Linked DNA regions of Mus musculus: regions 1 and 3 are each linked to region 2. A link is a contact called in public HiChIP or PLAC-seq and promoter capture Hi-C data. All regions are on one chromosome and are shown on one strand. The core of a region is the stretch at or near the end of the contact, and the rest is flanking DNA. Distances in the headings are between cores, read along the strand shown.

Evidence for each region. Promoter capture Hi-C pulls out the DNA fragments that hold promoters and counts their contacts. HiChIP or PLAC-seq counts read pairs in DNA pulled down with a chosen protein or histone mark.
Region 1: a contact with region 2 is called in an H3K27ac HiChIP or PLAC-seq map of extraembryonic endoderm stem cells. The contact joins the enhancer-like site here to the promoter of Ect2 in region 2. A contact is called at or near these places in 1 of 39 promoter capture datasets (pre-B cells), 1 of 484 Hi-C or Micro-C datasets (embryonic stem cells), 3 of 115 datasets of contacts at active chromatin or transcription factors (DN3 thymocytes, extraembryonic endoderm stem cells and memory CD8 T cells) and 1 of 9 other capture datasets (liver).
Region 3: a contact with region 2 is called in a promoter capture Hi-C map of the HPC-7 cell line, with 2.6 times the contacts expected there. The contact joins the enhancer-like site here to the promoter of Ect2 in region 2. A contact is called at or near these places in 4 of 39 promoter capture datasets (the C10 cell line, the HPC-7 cell line, embryonic stem cells and 1 more), 1 of 484 Hi-C or Micro-C datasets (embryonic stem cells), 4 of 115 datasets of contacts at active chromatin or transcription factors (DN3 thymocytes, double positive thymocytes, memory CD8 T cells and 1 more) and 2 of 9 other capture datasets (adipose tissue and liver).

The regions. Positions count from the first base shown.
Region 1 is chr3:27,469,943-27,474,499 of GRCm38.p6, reverse strand. It overlaps Fndc3b (fibronectin type III domain containing 3B), which reads left to right. Exons shown (of 26, transcript NM_173182.3): 12 at 4,154-4,278. Among named protein-coding and RNA genes, the nearest start is that of Gm32738, 10 kb to the left of the region's middle. Within about 2 kb of position 2,944, at least 15 of the 459 cell types and tissues checked have an H3K27ac peak or open chromatin away from gene starts, as enhancers often do. A contact at or near this core is called in extraembryonic endoderm stem cells, where this site is marked.
Region 2 is chr3:27,151,898-27,156,678 of GRCm38.p6, reverse strand. Ect2 (ect2 oncogene) reads left to right here and starts at 2,801. Exons shown (of 24, transcript NM_001177626.1): 1 at 2,801-2,976. 1700125G22Rik (RIKEN cDNA 1700125G22 gene) reads right to left here and starts at 2,653. Exons shown (of 3, transcript NR_040548.1): 1 at 2,369-2,653; 2 at 1,748-1,939; 3 at 1-43.
Region 3 is chr3:27,451,520-27,455,778 of GRCm38.p6, reverse strand. It overlaps Fndc3b (fibronectin type III domain containing 3B), which reads left to right. Exons shown (of 26, transcript NM_173182.3): 22 at 4,185-4,259. Among named protein-coding and RNA genes, the nearest start is that of Gm32738, 29 kb to the left of the region's middle. Within about 2 kb of position 1,613, at least 42 of the 459 cell types and tissues checked have an H3K27ac peak or open chromatin away from gene starts, as enhancers often do. A contact at or near this core is called in the HPC-7 cell line and memory CD8 T cells, where this site is marked.

The DNA of each region.
Region 1 (4,557 bases), core at 1,695-4,194, 320 kb before region 2:
TTGCCATGTTCTGACCCGACTCCACTGCCAGAGCCTGTGAGTCAAAAAGAAAGGCGGCCTTTCAGGTTCACTGGCTTGCTTCCGTTCATAAACTTGGGCATGCCCCTGCTTGTTTCCACGGCTCACTCTGAGTTCATCTGAGGGCAGTATTAATCTTTACTAGAATGTGAGACAGTCTCGGAGCACAAACTGTGCAGACCAGCCTTGGGCTGCTTCAGTTGGCTTGGGGTTGGACATTCCAAGCCTGGCCTGCCTCCTTTTCTAAGTTCTACGACCCCTGCCCACTTCTAGCCATATGGTGCCAGTTCAGGTACTGACCCTGACCCTCAAACTCCTGGTCAAAACTGCTCTCGAAGAAAAGGACTTGGACTTGCCAGCGAGCTGGCTCCTGTTGATGGCACCTACAGACCTTCCCAACCCAAAGATCCCAGCCCTGCTCCCTTTTCCTGTCCTCGTGGAAAGAGAAGGACTCAGCTCACCTTCTCAGCCCCGCTGTGTGCTTTTGGAAGCCTGGTCACCACAAGGGTATCTGCCATGGTTCACCGGGCCTATGGTGCACACCTCACTCTCTGAATCTGGGCCCGCAATTGCTTCTATTCCTGCCCCCACAGTCTATGGGAGCCACCATATGAGGGAGCACAGAGCACAGGTCACATTCGCTTGCAGTCTTGGAATGAGAGTGCATGCTACACTCTGCTCTGCGCGGTTCCTCTCTGAGGAATGGCAACAGCCTGCAACTTGGATTTGCTTTATACTCTGTGACGTCTAGAAAGCTTTAATTCCTGATCCTCTGAAAAGCTTGAGTACCTGATCAAACTCAGCGAATACTGTTTCTAAAATTCCATTCCAAGTTCAGTCAGCTCTTATCTTAGTCATGTTGGGGAGGAAAGGGTTTATTCAGCTTACACTTCCACATTGTTCTTCATCACCAAAGAAGTCAGGACTGGAACTCAAGCAGGTCAAGAAGCAGGAGCTGATGCAGAGGCCATGGAGGGATGTTACCTACTGGCTTGCTTCCCCTGGCTTGCTCAATGTGCTTTCTTTTCGAACCCAAGACTAGCAGCCCAGGGATGGCACCACCCACGGTGCTCTTCCCACCCACCCCCAACCACCACCACCACCACCACCACCCCCCACCGCCTTGGTCACTAATTGAGACAATGCCTTACAGCTGGATCTCATGGCTTCATTTCCTCAAGGGAGGCTCCTTTCTCCGTGATAACTCCAGCTTGTGTAAAGTAGACACACAAAACCAACCAGCACAGCTCTCAATCTTTCTACATATTCCTAAGTTCTATGTACATCATAGCACATCTCAGGGGTTGTTATTAAAGAAAGCTTGGAGCTAGAGAGAGCTCGGCATTTAATATCATTTAGAAGACCTGTGTGTGAGTGCTAGCACCCCCACCAGATGCCCCACATCTGCCTGTAACTCCTGTCTCAGGGGATCTGATGCCCTCTTCTGGCCATAGCAAGAACTGCAGTCACATCCACAAGCCCACCCTATGTAAAAGGAAAAATAAATAAGAAAAGTTTGGATAGTTTGTCCATAGAGGCTGGGTTGCTGCTTTTTAATGTCAGGGCAAATGCCGTGCGGGATCTGGGGCATTTCCATCTCCAGCTCTCTAGTGATACCTTGAAAAGAGAAATCTACCTTCTGGTGATTAACTACCCTTAACGTTGTAAACGGAATGGCTCTTGCACAGTGAAGCAAATCAACTAGTAAGGAAGAGGCCGACTTGTATTTACTGGCTATAGTTCTAAGTACCAGAAATGGGCAACGGAGGCCAAATATAGGCACAGGAGAAATGAGGCTCTGAGGGGAACCCACACAGGCGTGGAAGGGAAAGCAACTCAAGGGCAGGGTGTGCCTTTTTCAGCCTGTTTGCTCTGGGTTCACAAACAGGGGAGGAAGGCAGGCAGATCTCACTGCTGCTAAGATGACTGACTGTGAGCACACAGGATGCACATGTAGTGTAACCGGACACTGGCCAGAACTGCTGATGTACACAGAGGCAGCATCCCCATGAGTAGATCTACTGTATCAATCCACGCATCCAAGGTGAAAGCCGGTGCCAGTCACCAGTGTACCAGCCACACAGTGGCTTTGCTCTGTCATGCTGGGACGTGCGTGCTCTTACCTCCACCCGTCCACCCTGCACCTCAAGGTGTCTGAACCCTTGGCAGAGTGAGCTTTAAATCTTACAGATCATCAGGGCTTCCATTGAGACAGTGCCCTCCTGGCTGGGGAGGAGACGGGGAGCTGGATTATAAATGGGATTTACACTGCTGGGTGGATACTGCGTGTTTATGTTTAGTCTGTCTGCTCTAGTGTGTTTCTTCTTAATTACATGTCACCTGAAATGTGTTTCAGCGGTCTATATTCAGAGCCTGCTTACAGAAAAGAGATTCTTAAATTGGCTTAGAAGAAAACTGCTGGCTTCCTGCTTTAGGAAGTAATTTGCGAGTTTCAGACATACTCCTGGAGTCTCTGGACCTGGCGAGAACATTCACTCTGTTTTGCCTTTGTTAGTTAATAATGTGAGGTGGTTTGGTTCTGTTTTAAACAGGGTCTTAACCATGTAGCCCTAGCTGGCTTCCAACTCAATATGTAGACCAGGCTGGTCCAAGATTTTTGGTGATCATCTTGCCTGTGCCTCCTGAGGGCTGGAGTTGCCGGTGTTCACCCCCGTGCCTGGGTAGTATGTTTCCTTGTTTCATGATCGACCAATAAGATAATATTCATTGTGAGTGGAAATGCTGTTCATAAAACTGCTCATATGAATTTTTATGTCTCTGACCATGGCCCAGCTTAAATGGTCTTTTTCCTTAAATGTAGAACCATGAGACCCCAGCCGCAGACCTGAGTCTAGAGTCTCAGGCTGTATCCCAGCTCCCTCAGGAGCCTGGTGAGGGAGAATCACAAACTCAAGGCCGGCTTAAGGACCTTTGGTGACTCTGTCTTAAAATGAAATGGGATGAGGGGGTTAGGAGTGAGTCAGCAATGGAATGGTTGCCTGTCATGTTTGAAACCCAGGGCTCAACCCCGAGGACAAAAGACAGACAGACTGACAGGCACTCTACATGATGACAGGTTTTCTTTTTACACAGAAGAACTTGAAAACTCTTCATAAGAAACTTAGAATGAATACATGCTTATGCGCACGCTCTCTCTCTTTCTCTTTCTCTCTTTCTCTCTCTTTCTCTCTCTTTCTTTCTCTCTCTCTCTCTCTCTCTCTCTCTCTCTTTCTCTCCCTCACTCTTTGTATGTGTCTCTGTCTATCTGTCTGGGTGTGTATGTGTGTGTGGGGGGGTGGGGTTAGATATAGGCATTCAACCAATATTCCAAGTCTTATCAAACAATGATAAGTCCTTCTGCAGAGTTTGAGCTGCTCCTGATGTGGACAGGATGACTCAAAGGCTTGTGGCCAGTATTTAGGAACCAGTAAACAAACAGCTCACCATGGCCACCGTGATGGGTGTATCCAGGGGTTTGAGCCACTGTGACAGAAGAGACAAGACAAGCAGGGAGGCCAGCTGCCCAGATGGGGGTGGGGTGGGGTGTGAGGATTCCTGAGAAAGGCCAGGCCACTTCCGAGGTGCGATCCTTAGCTCTATGCAACTCTCCCTTGTTCAATGGCCACGGCCACCCACGCAAGTGAGGAGCATCTTAGTGACCGCAGTTCTTATCTGCCACATCGCCTTTCCTGCCACATCGCCCTGGGACTGACCTTCATCCTATGCTATCAACTAAACCCTGTTAGACGCCCAAGTCCGAAGGGCTCTGGGCCTCGTTGGCAGGTCTGTGTGGCTTTTGTGTTTAGAGTGCACTTCCATGTGGGGTGCTTCATGTTCAATGCCGGTTCCTCGGGATACCCACCTCCTGTTGTCTTAATTCATCCAAACTAGAAATTTCAGCTTTTGTTTAAAATATTCCTTCATTTTCTTATGGTAATTTGTTTTTTGGTTTTTGGGTTTTTTTTACAATTGTATACATTTGGAAATGTCATGGCAAACCCCCATCCATCCACACAGTAACTTTAAGTTTAAATGATGAATGAATGAATAAGCGTAGTGATAATAAACAGGTAGATGGAGAGTGCTATGTTCTGGGTGAGTTTCGGGTAGATGAACAGTCTCTGTGTCCTTCCAGGGAAAGAGAAACAGTGGTTTCAGACAGTGTTTCTTTGGAAGCCAGAAGCACTGCAAACTGACAAAGCTCTGTCCAGCCATGGGCTACACGTTCAGGCTCGCTGCTCGGAACGACATCGGCACCAGGTATGGCGTCTCCTTTTCTCCTTGCCTGTCAAATGTCAGGGCATGGCTCTGGCAGTCTCTCACATTGCTTGAAGGTGTGAGGATGCTGCCTCTGCACGGAGCACCTCTGAGAGCAAATCCTGAGGTGAGAGAAGGCCTCTGAGGTGGCCGGCCTAGCTGGACCTCTCTCAGCCTCACTGCTGTCATGGGGGAAGGCAACAGGAGAGCTTTGTAAAGGAAGCTGCCCTTCCCCCAACACCTGCTCCTATTCCACCTCACTTTGGGGGGTGGGGTGTAGGG
Region 2 (4,781 bases), core at 1,552-4,051:
TGCTTCACGGTCCAGTCTTGATCTTCTCTTGTTTCTACTGCCTCTGTGCTGGGATTATAGGTGTCTGGATTAGTATGGGCATTTTAAAAGGAGGTTAGTCACAGTAAGCAAATAAACCAGTACCCGAGGTTTATTCTTTAGAAGTTCAGGGTTACTATGCCATCGAGTCATTTTAACCTTATCTATAAGTGTGCTAATAAAAAGATTGTTGCTGTGTAGACTCAGGAGTAGGAAAACACTTGAAAAAGCTTCAGAATCAGACAGTTATTTTTTTATTACTGTTCTCTTTGTGAAAGCTTGTGGGATAAAAGCTAGTTCCAGGATGAGGTCAAGGTTCTTGTCTGTTCCGTCTCATTCCTAGCGTACCTTACTGGACGCTTAGCGCTTATTGCACAATAACTGTGAGTAAATTACTGAGAACAGCTTTAACTGGGTTCCTACCTCTGCACACCCTCTGCTTATCAAAGAGCAAATAGACCATGCTTTTCTAAAAAGGTCTACACATTAAAAACATGTTTAGATTTGAAAATTTTATTTTTTGTGTATGAGTGTTTTGCTGGATGTATGTATACATATCACTTGCATGTCTAATCCTCACATTTGGCCAGAAAAAAAGAAAGCATAAGATGGAAGATCCCCTGGAACTGGAGTGAGTTAGAGGTGGTTTTGAACCACCATGTGGATACTCGAAACCAAAGCCAGGTCCTCTGCAAGAGCCACAAGAGCTCTTAACTGGCGAGAAACCCCTTAACCCTTCCCAACTCCCCCCCCCCCCCATTAACGTACCAGTGAGAGGACCTAGTGTATAAAAGCTCTTGCAATACAACCTGATGACCTGAGCCAGATTCCTCAAACCCACAGTGGAAGGAAAGAACAGATTCTTTTCTTTTGACCTCCAAGTAACTCCCCCCACATACACACTCCGGAGTAGGGATTCAAAGATAGAGGACTGTGCCTTATTTCACCAGGATCTGCACCCTGCTTGGTACAGATTGGCAGCAATCATCTCTCACACAATTATCTAAAATGCTTCCTGTCAGCATTTCCTCAAAAAAGAAAAAAACAGCACTTCCCATAGAGTGTTTTCTATATTAGGCTTTCTTTACACCCATCTATTATATCTGACTTTCTTTATATTTTTATGTCTAAAGATGTCTGGGCCTCACAGAGCCTGGGCTGGCCTGGAAGTTGGTATGCACCCTAGAATGACCTTGAACTGTAGCTCCCCTCTCTGTGGTGATGGGATTACATCATTCCTCCCAGCCCCCAACTCTGACAGGCTGTGTCTATCCCTTATTCATGCTTTCCCCCAAGCAAATACTTTCTTACACTTAATACAGATTTGCCGAGTAAATAACAACCTGCAGGTGAAGATAGTATCTCTTGTTCATTTCTCACCAAAGGGCTGCCCTCGCTGTAAGAGGCTAAGCTAGCCTTCCTGCACTGCAATCCTACACTCTCACCCAACAGACTGGGAAGCTAGCTCTCCTCGGGCAGGGCACAAAGGAGGCGGCTGCCTTCTACTTTAGTGAGGAGAATGCTTGGAATGCCAGACACACCCCAGTTTAAATTGCAAGCACACTTCTCTGGGCAAGGTCCAGGCCGATTTTTCCTTTCTTCCACTCCAAAGGCTAGTGCGGAATTCTAGTGATTGGCAGGCCATAGATACTGGTAGGCAAAAAACCCTAAAAACCAACCAACCAGACAGACAAAACTATAGATTGTTTTACTCATTCTATGAACTCACCGTAGACTTGTCGAACTGCTTAGGCTGTCAAGAAGTTCTTTTGGTTTTAAAGTAGATTTTGGGCTTAAAGTGAGTTGGCTCAGTGGTTTAAAGCGTTTGTTTCTCACACATAGGCCGTGAGTTTGATTTCCAGCACCCACCTGGTGGTTCATCATTCTCTGTAATTCCAGTCTCTGGGGATCTGGCCTCCTCCTATGTCCAAGGACAGCAGGCACTCACAAATGCACATACGTTCAGGAAAAAATAATATGTATAGGCAAAAAGACACATAAAATTTATCAATCTAAATTTCAAAAGTGCTTTAAAAACCTCTTAATGAGATTTGGGGCCTAGCAACCGATCCAAACACTTGGTAAGGTTTTGAAAGTGAAAAATAATTGTTTTGAGTCCTGGTCTCCTATAGCCTAGGCTGGTCTTGTCCTCCTTAGTACAGGCTTTGAGACCACACCCAGCTAGAAGTGTATGCCTAGGCGACTGTATTATAGAACATTCCATCTAGAAACAAATTTCAAAATAGCAATACTGATCCCAGGGGTAAAACAATCCCTTCTTTTCTAGACTTCCAAGCACAGTCACTAACATTCCTAAGCTGGGAGTTGGGGTGGGGAGGGAGCAACCCACCCAGAAGCAGTTTTGCTTCAGGAGATTCTAAAATCTCCTTATACACTTTTTTATATTAATTACTCAGATGCAAGCTTGTCTTCAAAAATAAAATCTGGTTAGTAGTAAGAGCGGATCGGTTTGCGGTGCTTGGTACTTTTTCTTGAAGTTGGAGGTGATGGCAGAGAGACCGTTCATCAGGAACTGGGCTGTTTACGGAGTAAACAAGCGGTAACCACAGAAACACCTGCTGCATCCAGAGGCGCTGCAGAGCCACGCCTCCTCAAGCCCACATCCGGGCACTCCGCCGACGTTCGCACGCTCCAGCCGTTTACCGGATTTGAAACACACTCACAACCAATCAGCCGGCGCCTCCCGAAGGCAGACGTTGGGATTGACCAATCGGCAGTCCGCCCGAGGTTCCAGCCTATCAAAAGGAGGTTGACAGAGCGCGCCAATCAGCATGGCTCTTAGAGAGAGCGACTGGATTTTTTTGAATCGGAGGCGGCAGCCTCTCTCGAGCCATGGCGGCGCCTGTGAGGGGGAGACTTAGTGTTTGAGAAGGATAAGCGAGGACTGCGCCGTCGTGGTTCCTTTTTAAAATCTCTGAGCGTGGTGAGGACTGCGGGGTGAGTGGGGGACGGGAAGGGATTCGGGAACCCGGAACTGAGCACGGGCCGTGGCGACCAAGGCCGGCGCCCCCGCCGCGGTGAGCTCCCACGGCTGCGTACCTGTCTGTCCCGCTCCCCTCCATCCTCCTTCCCCACATCCGCCTCCTGTCCTGCCCTCTGCTCTCGTCCCGGCCCTTCCTTGCGGGAGGCTGGGCTCTCTATCTATTCTGCTTCTGTCCGGCGCCTCAGGGTGAAGGGCGCAGTTGGGACCGGGATTTTGGCCTCCCGCCCGCCCGCCGCAGCCCCGAGCTGCCTTGATTGTTTTGTGGTTTCCCTCTGGAATTCCTGTAGAATTCCGATTTTCAATTTTTAAAAATATAAAACACAGGCCGCCCCGCCCCTTCCTGGCCACAGATGTGTGTGGTTAGCGGTTAACTTAGCTCCCTCAGTTAGACCCGGCTAGGAGTCGCTGTGTGAGCAACTTCCTTAGCCACAAACTGGATATGACAGTGACATTTGTCTTTTAGGATGGCTGCAAGCGTTAAAAAGTGGCAAGGGAAAGATTTAAGATAGTGACTAAAATATTGAGCTCTAAGTAAATGAGAATCGCTAATTGCACTGTTATCAATAACGTATACACTATTGTAGTTTGGGTTCCTTACTCTGGTGTGACGTGTTTATGGAAAAAAAAAAGGTTTATTTAAAAGAAAAGCTGAAATGACTATTTGTTTAAAAGAATCCATGTGTTTGTGAGACAAGATCTCAGGTACCCCAGCATAGACTTGAATTGTGGAGCCTAGGGTGACAAGGAACTCTGTCTGCCTCTACCCCCTCTTCTGGGTGCTCGGATTACAGGTGTACTTTCACCTTACCTGGTTTCTGAGGTGCCCGCGGATGACTTCATGCACACTGACTGCAGCTGAGTCACATCCCGAGTCAAAGATAGATTGTTTTTATGATCACGATTCCGTTGTGTTTATTTTTAAAAGGTCTGTAGAATATGTGAAAAGGAAGAAAGTGACCTGGTGCACTTAAGTTTGCGGTGATGTTGGGTGCTAGATGCTGGTTGTATCACTAGTGTAGCGTGTAGCTCTTTTGCTGTATATTATGGAGCTGTTTTGGTAATAAATGATCTGTGTATTTAAGCATTTCCAGTGTTTTGGGGTGTAGTGAGAAAGGGTTTAGTTATGTATCTCCTCCCTCTGTTTTGTGGGTGCTGGAATTTTAGGCCACACATTGTCAGTTGTTTGGTGATTTTTTTTTTTAAGAGGATCATGTAAACTAAAAGTATCCTTAAAGGTGCATTGTAAAGCTTTGGCACACAGTTGCACATAATTGTAGGCTGTGTTACCACACTTTTCCCCCTTTGGACTGGGAGATTGAAAAACAAATAAAAATACATGTTTTTTTTTTTTCTCCTGGAAAAAAAAGCAAACATGGTAGTGAACACTTCAGAAGGCTAAGGCATATTTGTTTGTTTGGGCAGGGATGCACTATAGCTCTGCTGGTCCTGGAATTCGCTGTGTAGACTAGACTGGCCTTGAACTCAGAGCTCCACCTGTGTCTGACTCCCAAGCTCTGAGATTAAAAACATGTGCCACTATACCTGACTCTTAGTTTTTTTTTTTAAAGGGGAAATTTTTTTTTTCTAAACATTGAAAATAGTTCTCTCCCTCCCTCCCTCCCTCCCTCCCTCCTTCTCTCCTTCTCTCCCTCTCTCCCTCTTTCCCTCTCCTGGTTTCCCCTTCCCCTCACTCCCTCTCCCCCTCTCATCTCACAGGTTCAAGCTTCTCTAATGGCTGATCAAGACACTGATTTATGGG
Region 3 (4,259 bases), core at 364-2,863, 300 kb before region 2:
CAGGAAACTGATATACCGCTGTTGAGCACACGCTGACTCTGCTTCCTGTCTCCACTTACACAGTCCAGGATCCCGCTCCTGGGATAGTGCCACCCCTACACATAAATCTATTGTCCCCACAGTCAGGCCCCAAGGCCACGTTCCTAGTGAGGTCGGGTCTTTCAAGTTGATCGTTTACTGTATCAAGACCATTCCGGGCTGCTTACCTTTAAGCTTCTGTCTGGGAGCACACACTGTACCATCAGGAGCACTGGTTCATAGTCTGACCCTAAGATTATTAGTTATCACACATATCCTTTACATTATTAACTTGGGTTTTCCCTTTTATATACATACGCTCAATATACTGGGACTCCCAGGTCAGTATCCGTTTCTTCCCATGTATTCAAAAGTGACTTCTGAACACTGCTTCTTTGGGGCGGAAGGATGCTCAGGGGAGATGGAAGGATCGTCGCCACAGGTGCTGCCCTGAGGCAGCCTGTCTTGGAGCACATTTCAGCTTCAGTAGATAAAGAAGCTCATGTAGCCGTGCTCAGGCCTGCAGCAAGTGGCGCAGGAGACATATACTTAGTGTCCTGGCCTCCTGGCAGAGGTGTTCCCTGTGTAAATTAATTTTCCAGATGAACCAAAGCCTTTTCTCTTGTGTTTGGGGGCCTGCTTCATCATAAACATTTCTCATTAAATGCCTTTGTTGGGCAATGCCCTCTGTTCCTTTGTGAATGGGCCATGCGTGGTGTCATTAGCCCTGTGTCAATGAATGCAGGTCACAGCACATTATCTGATCCCATGTCAATGAGGCTGAGTCACTGGAGGAAGGTACAGGGAGCAACCAGCACATTGCTGTCCGTTAGAGCCCTGTCCTGTGTTTCCAGAGCCTCGCCGCTTTAGTTCTGTGCCCTCTGCCTCCCTCTTTCCTGTAGGATCATGTTTTTGCTCAGTATTGACTTCCCTAAACTATGTTTTAAAAGACACCACGATCAGAATAGAACCTGCAAAATAATAGCCCTGTGTCTCTGGGTTGGCAGTCAGGGGTAGAAAGTGTTTTTAAATGCCTGTGCTTGTCTGAATTGAATCAGACCCTACCTGTGGCAGGAGGTTAGCACTTCTTGTACCTCCATTACTGGGCTGAAGAAAGGCTGCCAGGAGCAAGCCTCGCCCATCTGCTGACTTCCTGTCACCCGTGAGCTATATAAACACTGCAGATTGCGGTCACTTGACATTACCTTGTGGTCAAGCCAACCCTGAATATTCTTTTGAATTATTTGACATTTCAAAATATCATTTTCATAACTATACAGTTTGGTATTTAGCCATTTCTTGTTTTGCTCAGGAATTTGTGACTTGTTCCTTGAGGATATCTGAATTAAGGAGTGTCATGTCATTAAGAAGTGTCAGTGTGCCGCTCCCCGCTGCCCCAACCATGCACACACACAAAAGAAATACCAAAGAGGCACTTGTCATGGCTGTAGTACTGTTTAGTAAAAGCTGATTTTACGTTTCCTTTGTAAGCTCTGAATTAGAAGTCTGTAAATCAAGAGTCTTCGACACAGCCAAGCCTGCTGTGGGCAGAGAGAGCGACAGTGGGCAGACCCCTGGGGCGGAAAGGAGCAGGGCTGGGAATGTGGGTGGGTCTGATTAGGCCTCAGTGGTTCACAGTGCTGTCCTGAGGATACTCTCCAGGTCGGTTCTGCCTTTCAACTTTTTTTTTTCTTTTTAGATTTTATTTATTTTTATTATATATGTTTGAGTGTTTACCTGACTGCTTGTCTGTGTCCCGTGTGCATGCAGTACTCACATGGGCCTGAAGAGGGACTATAGTTACAGGTAGTTGTGAGCTTCCCCATGGGCCCTGGCAAGTGAACACAGGTCCTCTGGAAGTGCGGCCGGTGTGCCTACCCACTGAGCCGGCTGTGTCTCCAGCCCCAGTCGCCTGGTTTCTTATCGTTACCCTCAAGCAAGTGAAAAGTGGTTTCTAGAGGAAGCAGATGTTCCTTTTCCTGTTCCTTTTCCTGTAGTCCTTCTGTGAGCCTAAAACTAGCACAAATAAGTTTAGAAAAATTGGGGAACTGCTGCTTTGTTGGCGTTTTCCCACTGGGGAGTTAAGGTGCCTGGTGTGGGCCTGGGTAGCTTTCCCCACACTTCCCCTGCTAAGCAGTACAGCCTGGACAGTCATCCCGTGACTCAGCGTTCCCACCCCATCTGCTCACTGAGGGACCAGGCCGCAGACGACTGTACCTGTTAAATGATGCCCTGGAGATCTGAGCTGAATTCCCACTGTGAAAGCCTTCTCCCTCCCCGCCCACTGCCAAGAGCATCCAGGCTGCCACACAAGGCTTCAGCTGCAATCTCCAGCACAGCAAAAGAACAGAAATTAAATTAGATCTTAAAATATAGATTCATAAAATAGTTTGTTAGGCTAGAGTTCTTAGGGGAAAGGCTGAGGGGGTCATAATGAAACAGTACTATCTCAGAACCTTATCATCCAGAGCTAGTGGGGGTTCGTGGAAGCAAATATCCTTAGTCTGTCTTCTGTTTTGGGTGCTCTGTTGGTCTTCAGTTAATAAATGAAAGAACCTTAAGCTTTGTTTTAGGCCCTAAAAATTAGAATTTATCTCCCTAGTTTTTCTATTTCTCTGGATTAAATGAATCTGGCTTTTATCTTTTGAAAGAAATGTTTCCTTTCCCCGAGTGTATCAGTGTTCTACATGTGTGTGTATAAATGCATCACATATCTCCAGTGCCTCCTGAGGCCAGTAGCCAAATCTCCTGAAAGGAGAGTTACAGCAGACGTGGGTGCTGGGAATCAAACCTGGACCCTCAGCCACAGCACCAACTGTCCAGGCCTGGTTTTCCTCTTGTTATAAGAAAGCTGCCAAATATTTTATTCTTTGAAAGAGAAGAATATTTGTATAACATTTAAGGAGCATGTCTTCCATAGCAGGCGTTGTTTGAGTTGTCACGTTTTACAGTGAAGCAGGCACACAAATCCATTAACTATGTTAGTGATGAGCTGTGAGTGACGATGGGAAGGGACCATGGAGGTTGGGATAAGAAGTGATTACACTTAGATGCTCAGCCAGACTTTGTAGGGAAGACCTGAGATGAACAGTGTCAGGGAGAAAGGCTGGGCATGAGGAGCAAAGGCACAGGTCCTGGGCGGGCATCAAGGGGTGCTTGACGTCCGTGAGGAGCGTCCAGGAGCCAGTAGAGCCAATGACATTAAGAGCAGTGGACGAAGAAGTCCAAGAGCTGTTGGGTGTGTCTGAGATGCAGTGACGGGCAGCATACAGCTTCTCTCTGTGCTTCTGTAATACAGGGCTTGCATCTTCATCCTGAGTAAGGTGGAATCCATCAAAAGGGTCTAAACTAAACTCCCTGACTCCTGGCTAGAGAAGGGAGCTCAGGGTAAAAGCACATAGTGTTCTTCCAGTGGACCCGAGTTCAAGTCCCAGTCCTGGTACAGCCACCTATACCTCCAGCTGCAGGGATCCAACTCCCTCTGACCACGTTGGTCACATGTGTACACATGTGGCATATACTCAGATACATACATGTAAATAAAAATGAAAAGCAGAGTAAGTCCTGACTTGCATCTAATCTCTGAGTATAGGCTCTAGGGCAGAGTCTGTGCAGATACCAGGGAGGGTAATGACACTACCTAGAGAGAAGGTAGGTGGGTTAGCCTGACTTCTGATATTTTGAAGGGCAAGACATGGTTATGAGAGGAAAACAGGTGTCCCCAGGAACTCTGTGCCCCAACAGCCTGGAGGATGTGGAATGCGGTGGGAGATGCAGTGGGAGGAATGGGGACCACTGCCAGACTCTGCCCCCGACCCTGTCTCCACTCTGTGTCCTGGAGGCGCCCCTCAGTGCCCTCCTGGACTCACCCTCTGTGTGCCTTGTACTGAACTGGGAAGAGCTGTGCAATAATAGATCTGTGGTGCCAACTGTGTGTGCAGAAGAGTTGTCCCTAAGAACAGGGTACACATATGCCACTCTGGACCTCGGGACAGAGCTGGAGAACAGTTAAGGATGACCTCTGACCTTCACATGTACATGCATGTACACATGAACATACACATTCACCACATATTCCAAAAAACAAACCTTAACATTTGCTAATGTGGAGGTTCTAGCATGTGAGATGGCATGGTGTGACTTGGCCACACTCTTCTTTTTTCCAGGCCTTCAATCCAGCAGGCGCAGGGCCATATAGTGAGCTTGTCCACTGCCAGACACCAGCCTCTGCCCCCGACCCT